Regions from separate parts of the Mus musculus genome. Here all the other regions are linked to region 1. Evidence: chromatin contacts called from public HiChIP or PLAC-seq and promoter capture Hi-C data. All regions are on one chromosome and are shown on one strand. The core of a region is the stretch at or near the end of the contact, and the rest is flanking DNA. Distances in the headings are between cores, read along the strand shown.

What was found. Promoter capture Hi-C pulls out the DNA fragments that hold promoters and counts their contacts. HiChIP or PLAC-seq counts read pairs in DNA pulled down with a chosen protein or histone mark.
Region 2: a contact with region 1 is called in an H3K4me3 HiChIP or PLAC-seq map of embryonic hindbrain, with 7 times the contacts expected there. The contact joins the promoter of A230103O09Rik here to the enhancer-like site in region 1. A contact is called at or near these places in 3 of 39 promoter capture datasets (the 3T3-L1 cell line, cranial neural crest and maxillary cranial neural crest), 1 of 484 Hi-C or Micro-C datasets (embryonic fibroblasts), 8 of 115 datasets of contacts at active chromatin or transcription factors (astrocytes, craniofacial prominence, embryonic forebrain and 5 more) and 1 of 9 other capture datasets (embryonic tail).
Region 3: a promoter capture Hi-C map of cranial neural crest shows a contact between it and region 1. The contact joins two enhancer-like sites. A contact is called at or near these places in 1 of 39 promoter capture datasets (cranial neural crest), 5 of 115 datasets of contacts at active chromatin or transcription factors (astrocytes, embryonic hindbrain, embryonic midbrain and 2 more) and 1 of 9 other capture datasets (embryonic trunk).

What each region holds. Positions count from the first base shown.
Region 1 is chr13:40,702,438-40,706,301 of GRCm38.p6, forward strand. No RefSeq gene overlaps it. Among named protein-coding and RNA genes, the nearest start is that of Gm26688, 23 kb to the right of the region's middle. Within about 2 kb of position 1,999, at least 19 of the 459 cell types and tissues checked have an H3K27ac peak or open chromatin away from gene starts, as enhancers often do.
Region 2 is chr13:39,822,316-39,826,179 of GRCm38.p6, forward strand. It overlaps A230103O09Rik (RIKEN cDNA A230103O09 gene), which reads left to right and starts at 1,864. Exons shown (of 2, transcript NR_167690.1): 1 at 1,864-2,091.
Region 3 is chr13:39,876,425-39,880,288 of GRCm38.p6, forward strand. No RefSeq gene overlaps it. Among named protein-coding and RNA genes, the nearest start is that of Gm23972, 19 kb to the left of the region's middle. RefSeq lists an enhancer at 269-3,009. Within about 2 kb of position 1,652, at least 27 of the 459 cell types and tissues checked have an H3K27ac peak or open chromatin away from gene starts, as enhancers often do.

The sequences.
Region 1 (3,864 bases), core at 749-3,248:
ACACTTTAACTCAAGCAACTGAATACACAAGAAGTCTCTTTTCTTTTTTGAAATATCTTCAGAGAAACAAGGATGGGGGGGGTCAAAGAAAGCGAGGAGGGGAGGTTAGGATGTTCTGGCTTGGATACTGGGAACTCCTGTCTCTACTTTCTTTAACATGCCTGTATGAGTTACTTCCTAGAGATGCCCTCAGCTTCAGTACCCGTTATCCCGCCATGCCAGCCTGGTTTCCTCCACCCGTGGAGGCGACCCCTCCTGCCTCACCCTTAGGTCAAGAAAAAGCATGGACAAAGAGCAGACGCCAGGAGCTTGTTCCCAGGAACCCGGAACTGAAGGACCACACTAGCAGATGCCCCAGGTCCCCAACAAGGCCGCAGGAGGAAATTCAGCGCTCTGTTGAGCGTCGTAATACCCGCGTGCTCCTCCAGCTCTGCGCTGCCCCCGTCCATCCGTGCCTGGCCTTGATGACCTTAGCGCTCAGCCCAGAAGGACCTACAGATCCCGGCCGGAAACGGGAGGTCCCTAGCCGTTGAAAACGATCCATTTTCTCTACCCATTTGTCCTACAGCTGTCAGGGTAACGCTGTCTCCTTGGCGGCCCAGAGAAGAATGCGTTAAAAATTCTTAGCCAAGGAGTCTCCCCCGACCCCAAATATATCATTGCATGGCTTTCCTGACGCCAACCACTGGTCCCTAACCTCAGCCACCTTCTCTCGTTGAAATATGCACATCGCTCTTCAATAATTCAGACACCTGGGAAACCGGACAACTATAATTTTTCCAAACATCCCAGCATCCGGGTTGTCATTCATCATGCGTCTGTTTTATTTGAGATGGGGGCTTTGTGTGCCTTAGCTGCCCTATTCTGTCCCATTTGCATGAGGCTATTTAATGGACATTTATTTCAGCTTTGAAGGTCTGCTTTTAAAATCTAAATCCAGAAAGGAAGGCGGGAGGGAGCGCCGCCTCCCTTGTGACTCAGGGTAGATTTGCCTTTGGGACCCATTGCTTTGAGGAGAAGGGCCCTGAGGGTCCTGATTACGCATGAATTTTGATTCTGAGATGGGGCGCGTTATGAAGCTGGTTCGGCTTCCACAAGCTCAGGGTTTCCTTTGTAACTAACCGTGCTCCAGTCGGTACTCGTGTAGGACACGAGTAATTGTGTCCCAAATGCTTACATAAATCACTGATGGGTGAAATCACTCGCGCTCACTTAAAGTGTAATGTGATTAAAAGATTATGAGGTTGAAGCTAATATCTTGTCTCCCAGCTCCTGGACTCAATATCTTGACATCAGAAATTTATCAACGACAACTGTCTTGAAATTTCCAGATACAATAGGCTTCTGGGCCAGTGCATTAAAAGGAACCTCTCAAAAATAAAAAATGGGTATATGTGCATACTTCTTTATGGTAGTTGTGGTTTTCTCAGAAAAAGACGATAGAGAGACAGAGGCTATGGGCAGAGGGTGCTAGCTCAAGGCATCTTTTATTTTAAAAAGAAAAAAAGTACACGGGGAGGGGGGGCGTGACGGGCCCTACGTCTGGGAGCTGATTACTGGTGCTCTGAAAGCCTCGCCATTCCCCGCACGGTGGGTAAGTCCTTTATCGGGGGAAGCCCCGGCCTCGCCCGCAGCCATCCGTTGCCCGAAGGCGCGCGCTGGGCCGAGGCGCGGGAGCTGCTCGGAGACTCCGTAATGACCCGGGTTCGCCGCAGCTGCGCCCTGACCCTTTGTGATGGCGCCGATAGCGCTCGGCTGAAATTATGTCCTTCTCCGGGTGTGAAATTACCATGTTTATTAATTGAGCCAGACATTAGCTCTACCTTTTCTTTCTAAGCCGTGAAAATTTGTGATTCAGAGCAAATGGTTCTCCGACAGACGCGGCGCTCCACGTCCTACCCCTCCCTTCCCCTCCCCTCCCCTCCCCTCCACTCCCATCCTCTTCCCTACTCCAGCTCCCTCCCCCCCACGGCCCAGGGCAGTCAGCTAGAGAGCTTTCTAGATGCGGGTACCCGGAACCCAAAGAGAACAAGGAGGCAAGCCTGTGAGCGCGTGTGCGTGGCTATGCGCACGCGGAGACGTTCTCTTCTCCTGTGAGTGTTATCAAAAGTAACAACAGTCTGAATTACAGCTTTGCCCTGATCAGTAAAACCCAAATCGGCTTCAGGACAAAGAACCATCAATCAGCGACAAAGACAGATTTAGCGTATTAAATCTTTATTAAAGTGAAGTCATTCTTATTGGAATGATGTATCGGGTTGCAGAAAGATTGGATTCGCGCCCCCCCCCCCCCATGCTTGGGATGGAAACGTTGGTGGTGGGAAGCCGCCAAACATTCGGTGTGCCCCGGTTGTTCTGGGTAGCGATTGGGTGCCTGGAACTCTGGGGGGGGGGGGGTCCCTAGCTGCGCAACAAGGTTTAGACTCCCTCGCCCTGGCTGAAGAACCTCTACTCCCGCCAGTCTGCACCTTAATGGCCCTGGCGTAGCCCTGGCCACCTCCCAAAGAAACTTTTCCCTTTGATCTCTGAAACAGGGAAACGGAGGCACACGCTGGCGAAATCCAGGTCTCCAGAGGCCTAGAAACGAGAAAGAATATTCTGGTTTTCCGAAACAAGACTGCTCCGCATAACCTAAAGGAAGTTCCTGTGCCTGGGGTCTAAAGAAGAAGGGAGAGTCTGATTGTTCCCAGCGGGCTCGAGGTTCGTCTCTACCCTCCCTTACTCCTTGGGGCAAGATTGGAAGCAGGAGCTAGCTGCATTCACGCCTGAAGTGGGCTCTCAATTAAATTGGCCGGGCGGACCTCCTGCCCTGCAGTCAGCGAAAGCCGAGCCAAGAGGTTCAGGGGGAAGCCCTCCGCCTGAGGGATGAGCCGCCCCGTAGCGTTGCGCGTCGCCAGCGAAATGGCTCGAATTCTTATCTCCCTGGGAGCAAAGGGAGGGGGCGGGTCTCCCAAACTGCCCGCAGCTTTGCAGAATGGCAGCCTCAACCCCAACAAGATTTATTTGTGTCCCTCCACCGTCAGACACGCAAGACATCCATACCGACTGGAAGACTGAAAATGAACTGTTGGAATCAATTTCCTTGGAATACCCAACTTTTTTTTTCTATCATATTTCAGCAACGGGCTGAACGTTCTAGCCAGTTGATTCAATTTAGTATTTGCATAACCAACCGGGAGAAGGTGGCAGAGCCCATGAATGGATCTCTTGTTTGTTGTCAGTGTGAATGTGTTTTGGGCTTGGGTTTTAAAACATGTGTACGGGGAAGCAAGCCCTCACCCGTTCGGAAGAGTGAAGCTCACAATGAACTGAAGTCAGACTCAGAATCCCCCTACCCCGAGTTGCTAGCTGCCATTCCGCCCACGTGCCTGCAGGATCCTTCCTGATGTTCACTAATAGGGCCTTTGGTTCAGTCTCCTCATGTAGTCCGGATCTTAGACTGCCTTGGCAAAATATTTGAAATTATTTGGTGGCAAGGAAGAAGGACAATGCTGTCCCTTACTTTGCACATAGAAAAGGGACAAGCAGGCTTTTCTAAAATAGAAGCTGTTTTAATAGGATTTCAGCCAGGGCACTAATTAAATATTTCACAGATCCCCCAACCTAATGTGCTAACACTGTGAATTTTTTCCACCAAATCATACAAATTGGCCTTCTCTAAGGGCACCCCATGCGCACTCCATCTACCCTTTCCATATTCACCATACACACACACACACACACACACACACACACATACACCGTACCACAAACTCCTACCAACTGGTTTTCTGAATGGCATTACAAAGAATTTTGTTAAAGAAAAGTCAGACTAATTGCTGCCAGAAGACCAGGCTCTTGGAGAAGTCTGGTTTTCATAAACCA
Region 2 (3,864 bases), core at 614-3,113, 880 kb before region 1:
ACGAGAGTGACTGAGGTAGTAGCAATAGAAATATGACAATTATTAGCAATATCTTGCCATAAACCCACAATTCAGCTTATAATTTTCCTAAGTTCATAAAGCCATTTAAAATTCTGTGTTTTATTTCTGATTTTAAAACTAACTATATATTTTCAGATCAATCCTCCACTGAGTTTTCTTAGGATTTTATGCATTGTACACTCAAGTTTCCACTATGATAGCTGGCTGATGTCTCTCAGAATTGTCTCCATGATCAGCTGTTTAGGGTGAGGCCAATCACAGCACTGCATGCCATTGTGTGAGTTCTGACTATATTTACGGAATCGTTCAGTATTTATATTTCATGTTAAATAACTGCCTTTGGTGTTTCAAGTGTGTCTTTAAGTACACATACACTTATTTTTCATAAATAGTATTTAAAACACCTGAGTACACACATACACACACTTTACATTTCAAAAATAGCATCATTTCCTAAACTATAGCTTGTTAAAACTGGGTACATATATAGAGAAAGCTTGTCATTTAGTAGAGTCCTACTTTACAGTGGGTTAATGCTAGAAAAAGGGAATAAATTGTGATACTTAAGCAATGTAGCCAGAAATTGGTACTGTATCTCTTTAGCATCCTTTCGTTGGTGAATATTTGGAAAAAATAAGTTGAATTTTAACATGGGAAAATATTGTATTCATGAGCACATTACATATAAGAACCATGTATGTAAATGGCTATATTTATAATTCCAATTTCATATTTAAAACAAAACAAAAATACACAAGTCCAGCCACATAGGCATCTCTGAAGGGTGTAGAAAAACTAGAGAGAACGACCGTGTGAAGACTGTCCCTGCTGCGCCCTTCTCCCCTTCTGTATTCACAGTAGATGGAGCCACTTAACACTGACCCCCACACTCCACCCCACACTAACCTCCCGAAAAGTTACCCAACCCCGTAAGGATCCACAGAGTCATAGTACCACCTTGGAGATATTTCCAAGACTAGAGTTAGCCAAACGATTCTATTCCATGTTTATGCTCCATACTAGACACGGAAAAAAAAAAAAAAACACCCAAAAAACAAAAAAACAAACCATGATTGCCCAGGCACATCCCCGGTGTAGCCAGTGGGCCAGCCCAACCCAGTCGATGCCTTTTTCAGAATCAGCCTGTTCCTCAGCACTTGCCTGGCTTGTTAAGCAGCCTGGTATCTTCACCCATGGAGACAGCACTTGAATGGCAGGCACCGAGCCAGTGTTTACCCTGTGGGGCTCCTGAGGAGCACCGTATCTGTCAACACTTCCTATCACTCTCCCATTTATGCAAACCAATTCTCCCCACCCCCACTGTTTTTTTCCCCCTTTTGGCTTGATGCATTCATCGCCAGACTGCAGACACCTAGTTAATCCATTTAGAAGCTATCAGCTCTGTTCATCGGCTCATAAACCTATTACCTTGGAGGCGCAGTTCTGAGGGACACAGGTGCCAGGCCAGGACACAAAACCCAATTGAGCTGTGTAGCAGGCAGTGTGGGGCTCCTAATCACGATTCTGCCTGCACGGGGACCTCCCCGTGTTCCGCCGTAGCAGGCACTTTATTAAATATCGATTTAAATCACGTCCTTTAATCAAATCTGATAGAGGACCTTTTTCACCTTCGCCCCTTCTCAGTTCCTCCTCACCCTCCTTTTCCAATCAGCCGGTCTGGTGACATCCAGAGCCCAGGAATGAATAGTTAGCAAGCCTTTCCCCAGCAAAACCCTCTTCAGCAGTAATGAGGCATTTGTGGTAATCGGGTGATGAAATGTAAATGGCAGTAATGAGCACAATTACATCCACTAGGGAGCCATCGGCGTGGCTTCTTTCCTCAGATAGATGAGGGCTTTCTCTGCCATTGCAGGCTGAGACTTCTCGGGGCTGCTGGATGGAGGCGCGGGCTGGCAGGAGCGGGAGCCCAGAAGCCAAAGCGGTGGCCTTGAACTCCAGGCCAAGATGCGCATCTACCAGCGTCGTCTCCCCTCCTCCCTCTACTTCCTCCCAGGCACGCCAGCTGCGGGGCTTTCAAACCGCGCCCTCTTCCTGCTTGAGGAGCTCAAGGTGAGCCTTGGGCCTGATGGCTGCACGGAAAACCTCTCTACATGTCAGCAGAGCTCAAAGCCAAGAGGTGGGACGCTTGCCAGGGAACACAGGGGCCATGCTGCTGTTTGTGCAGGCTTTGTAGTCAAGCAAGGAGACCCGACAAGTATGCAGGCATCTCCCGGAAAGGGAGCTCAGCACATCTGGGCGGGTGGTACCCGGAGCTGGGCTGGTGTTGTGTTCAGGATAAGATTTAACTACAGATCTAGAGTTGCTGACCAGAGATCTGACCTTGGAGTAGAGACAATGAACTGTGATTTAAGAAAACAAAAACCGGAAAAACAATAAAACCAATGGAAGTGAACGTGACTTGCCCTGACATAGAAAGACACATTATTGAAGTGTTGTTCTTGGACACGCAGTAAATGAACTTCCAATTTGCTAATGATTACAAGATATGTATCTAGGAATATTACAAATTACATGAATTTCTCATGGACAATTCTACGGAATAAAGGAGCAAAATGCTAACGCTCAATGTGGGACTCAGAGTTAGCAATGCTAATATAGGATTTTAATGATCTTTCATAAAATCTTATGACACTTAGATTAGTAGCTTCCAAACTCAGGAGAAGTTAGTATATTTTAAGATTATATTAACAATTTCCTGGTAGAACAACCATCTGATTTGTATTTTCTCCTTTGAGCTTTTTGTCATTAAATAGCTGTCTGGCTGGAGTTAACAGCTTCTGATAGAATAGGAGGCTAGATTTTATAAGGAGAACAATTTATTAAATTTGCATGACTATTGATCAATATGAGAAACATATCTATCGTTTAATAGCATTCACTTTAAGAGGGAACAAGTTTGGCCATTTATATTACATTTTCAAATGTTTTATTTCACTGTTTTCATAAAACATTAATTTCAAAGCATATTTACAGTTCTACTTTTTCCCCCCTCTTTTCCCCCCTCCATATTGCTTTTATTTGTTTTTGCCTTTGGGGAGAGGGATGATCAGTCATTTGAATTCCCCCACCCTTCTCTCTGAGTACTTTTACCAGGTATTCTCTGCTGAGTGTGGTGGTGTATGACTTTAAGCCCAGCACTGGAGAGGCAGAGACAGGTGAACCTCTGTGACTTGGAGGCCAGCCTGGTCTACAGAACAAGTTCTAGGACAGTGACACAGAATAACCCTGTCTTGAAAAACACAAAATAAAACAATGAATCAAAAAAAAAAAAAAAAAACAACCAAACAAACAAAAACAAAAAACCCCACATTCTCACTTTATTGTCCCGGTCGCCCTGCTATTCAGTATGCAGCCCAGATTCCCTCAACCTTATAGGACCCGAAGCATCCTCCTAAGCGCTGGTTTAATGGCATGAGACACCATGCCCAGCTCTTTCCGGGTTCTGGGTATAGTTAGGAGAGGCTAGTGCAATGGCTCACTCTTAGGAAGTTGAAGAGTCAACTTTTGTCAAACTCACCCTTCTGCTTATGGCTGTCTGCAAATTAGCTTTTGTTCATTTGCTGTTGAAAAGTCAGAATGCTTTTTAAGACGCCTAAGTGATCGTCACAGCGATGCCCATTTTTGGTCCAATTTAGTTTTCAATCTGGGGAGTAAAGAAGAAGCGAAAGCATCCCGTTTTATACTTGCTTCTTTCAAGTCTATAACTGGTGTCTCCTCTGGGTCATGCAAATGTGGGCGTTCCCTGAAGTGAATTGCACACCTCTGTGTGAATGCAGAAGCCAAAGGACAGCTTTGTGTTGGTCCTCTTCTTCCTCCACCTGG
Region 3 (3,864 bases), core at 402-2,901, 830 kb before region 1:
ATCAGTTTAACATTTACAGGAGCTGTGGAACATTGGTGATTCTTTCTGAAGGTAGGCTTTTGCTCCATCATTTGGATCTCTGTCCCTCTGTTTCTGTCTCTGTCTCTGCCTGTCTGTCTGTCTCTTTCTGTCTCTGTCTGTCTGCCTGTCTGTCTCTCTCTCTCTCTCATATATATATAATATATATATATTACCTTCATAGCTAGGCAAAAAGTCATGGTGAAATAGAGAATGACTATATCTGATAAGCAAGCTTGATACAGATAAGGTTTCACACCCACAACCTGTCGAGAGCGTGTCAGTTAGAAGTATGGTTCGTTTACTCTCAATGAGAACTTGAAAACGATGCTAGGCTGTGATATTATACAGATGACAGGTATTAGCAGTTTTAGAGAAGACTGAATACTAATAAATAAATGTGGGGAAAATCCTCATCTTCAATGATTAAAAACTATGTTAGAATATGTGTAAATAATACATATGAATATATACATAAGCTCTGGCAATGTTTAAACGTTTTTGTAAATGGATTTCTGCTTGTTAGTAATTAATATGTAGCATTCCTAGTTGTTTAAAATATAAAGTACATATAAAATATCATTTTAAGTTTCTGGTTGTCAAAATAGCCTTTATTTTTCATTCATGATGCTACCATTTACCAAAATGCATTAATTTCAGTAGCTATACATCATGTTTTTGACACAGAAACACTTTTTGCTGATAGTTTTATTTGTTATTATACAACGAATAATGTCCAGAGAAAATGTGTTCTAAATATGACGAACACTTTTCCACTTTTCTATTACATCAAGAAGCTAAGACAGTTTTTCACAAGGATGTTTTCCATGTCAGATATCTGAATTTTCAGGAAAATAGGCTTTTCAGGACCATTGGAAGCAGTTTCCGTTTACTTGTGTTGGTCACAACTCAAGCTGCGAGGAGCCTTGTAACTTTGGTGCAATTTCCATAAACCAATTAACTATGGGTGTTTATCTGTTCGCCAGAATGAGCAGGGCTATAGAGGTGGACGAAGAGGCACCCACTTAGAGATGGACGGGAGCTGGGTTAACAGGCAGACAGATTTGTAGGCACAGACCCACCCATTCTTGCCCATAATGAGCAGAGTCCGGCAGCTTTAATTCATGTGTTTTGAGCTTTTTGTCTTCCGCGCCACAAAAGGGAATACAGGACCCTGTTAGGGGAGGGTTAGATTAGTCCTACATGGTCAATGGAAACAATGCTGACATGTTACTTGATCAAAAAGATGTTTTCACACTGTGTCTCTTAGATGGTCCCAGGGGACAACTTTCTTTCTCTTTCCTCCTCTGTCTGTCTGTCGGTCTGTCTGTCTGTCTGTCTCTCTCTCTTTTTAATTACCAAGCATGACATTCATGGTTATTTCTTCTTTCCACCCAGTTGACTACAAAGGGGCTGGTTCTTGGGCCCCTTGTTGGTCAGGCCTGGGGGAGGGAGTGACAGAAGGCTGACCTTATTTACCTTAGCGGCGTCCCGTGTAATCTGGTTAATCGTGTGGCTAATGGGAGGACTCCGTGGATCCCCACACACTGCGCGCCACAATGAGGGCTCATTCATAGGTAATACAATAGAGTGTTTAAGTCATTCCACGCTTTGTGGAGAAGATTGGCTTTCTTTGTGTGCCTGCTCCCCCGAAGCCTTTGCCCCTCCTCCTCTTTCAGACAGGCATATGTTCTGGCTCCTGTCTACTGCAGCTGGACAAGGAAAAGGCAGGCTTCTTTCTTTTCTCTCTCTCTTTTTTTTTTCAGTCAATGAATTGATTACTACGTGTGAAATGGGACTGAAATAGCTCCCACCCCTGGCTGACGGATGCATAGATTAGCCTTTTGGTCTTCTAATATTTCACATCAAGACACTCTTAAGAGGAGGCAGGACTCCTGGTCCCCAAGTTGTCCATTGTGAGCCCAACAATCTGTTGAGTACAAAAGAAAAATAAATAAATAAATAAAAGCAGGTGAAGTGTTGGCCTGGTTCTTTTAATAGCATCTGCATATGATGTTCCTTAAACCAGGACTGTGGAGAAAACAAGGAGACTTCAGAGTGGTGGGAAATAGACAGATACTTACTAAGACAAAAGTTTAAGGACATCTGAGCTGAAACAGTAATTTCATCAACACACTACTCATTAGCCTTTGGATTTGAATTTAGAGGTGATAAGGTCTCATTAGTCCTAATGGGCTAGATAATGGATTCCTGGGTTTGTCTACACCCCATAGGATGAACTGCAATTTTTGAGAATGGACTTTGGGATTCTGAAGTAAAGACTGGAATGTTTTTAATTCTTCTATCTATCTATCTATCTATCTATCTATCTATCTATCTATCCATCCATCCATCCATCCATCCATCCATCCATCCATCTATTTAATGTTTAGTTGAAGTTTTAGAAGACCTGAAATCTGGTATCTCACTACCTCTGCCTTCAACTTTGTACAAATGGACTTATTGTTAGTCAATCACCTCAGCAAGATGCTGAGTCAGAAAGGTGGGTTATTACTCTTTTTCATGTGGTCAGATAATTGCACTGTTATTTGGATGATTAAGAGGGACTTTCAAAGGTAAACACGGATCACGGATATCAATCTCTTCACTGTGAAATGCTGTGAGATCACCAGTCTCAGGATTCCGGAGCCTTTGCTAAACTGTGATACATCACAAGTCCTCTGGCGACAAGGGCTTGCTCACACGGCAAAATTTCCTAAGGGAGCTTGTGATGAAGTATGCTTCTATTTAGAGCAAAACCGGGGGGTTAATGAACTGGTATTTACAACAGCAGTGGATTAGATCCTTCTAAACAAGTGCATTCTGCTACAACGATGATACCTAATGTTAGAACCAAATACAGATGAATAAGGCCAGTTTCTAAACTAATGAAAGTGGACAATTAAAGACTAGTGGAGTATGTAGTAAAAGAAGAGAATGACATTTATTTATGACATGATGTATGGTTTGCCTGGTTCAAGCCTACATTGACATAATGCAGCATGATGGGGGGTTGGAGGGGGGTGAGTCTGGCCGATCTAACTCATTCCTAGTAGCTGGAGTTAAACGGAGCCCAGACACCTGCCATGTTAGCCAAGAAATAGAATAGAAGCCTTCCCCACATGTGGACCCGGACAAGTGGTCACTGAACTATTGTTCTAGAAAGTCCTCTTGTCAGTCCTGGGAAAGCAATGGCTTCAAATATAAGAAAGCACAGCCCTGTGGGTCATCTAAAGATTCACCATACCCAGCAAAAGCATTAGCCATTTATCCTGGTTAAACCTATCAACCCACTTTTAAAAAAAATTGGGGGGGGTGTTTTCTTTTACCGATGCGAAGCTTTGTGGTGTGTTATTGTCAACACATTTGTCGTGTATAAAGCACAGCTATTATTATCATTTAGAATTCATGTGCAAGACTATGTTAGGTAGTGGAGAATGAAGCTTGATTTTCAGTTTTCTTAGTTTTCTAAGCATTTATGAGAGGCTACCTACCTAAAAGGCAAATGAGAGAACTGAATATAAAGGTGTGCTTTTAAATGAAATATACCAAAGAGGAACAAAAAGTACAAAGTAAAGAATAATTGAAAAGATTTCCCTCTGAGTGTCAGATTCAACAACAACAACATCATCATCATCAACAACAACAACAACAACAACAGTGTGTCGGAGGATACTACCAAAAGTCCCAAACCTCTTAAATTAACTTGACTCAAAAACAAGGGCCTAAAGCTCAGGAAACCTTAATTAAAGTTCACTCTTGCCAGCCTCCTCCCTCCTCCTGCCTCACAGCTGAGGGTTCATCTCCTGACCTTCTACTTCATTAGAGTCTCAGCAATCCATTATC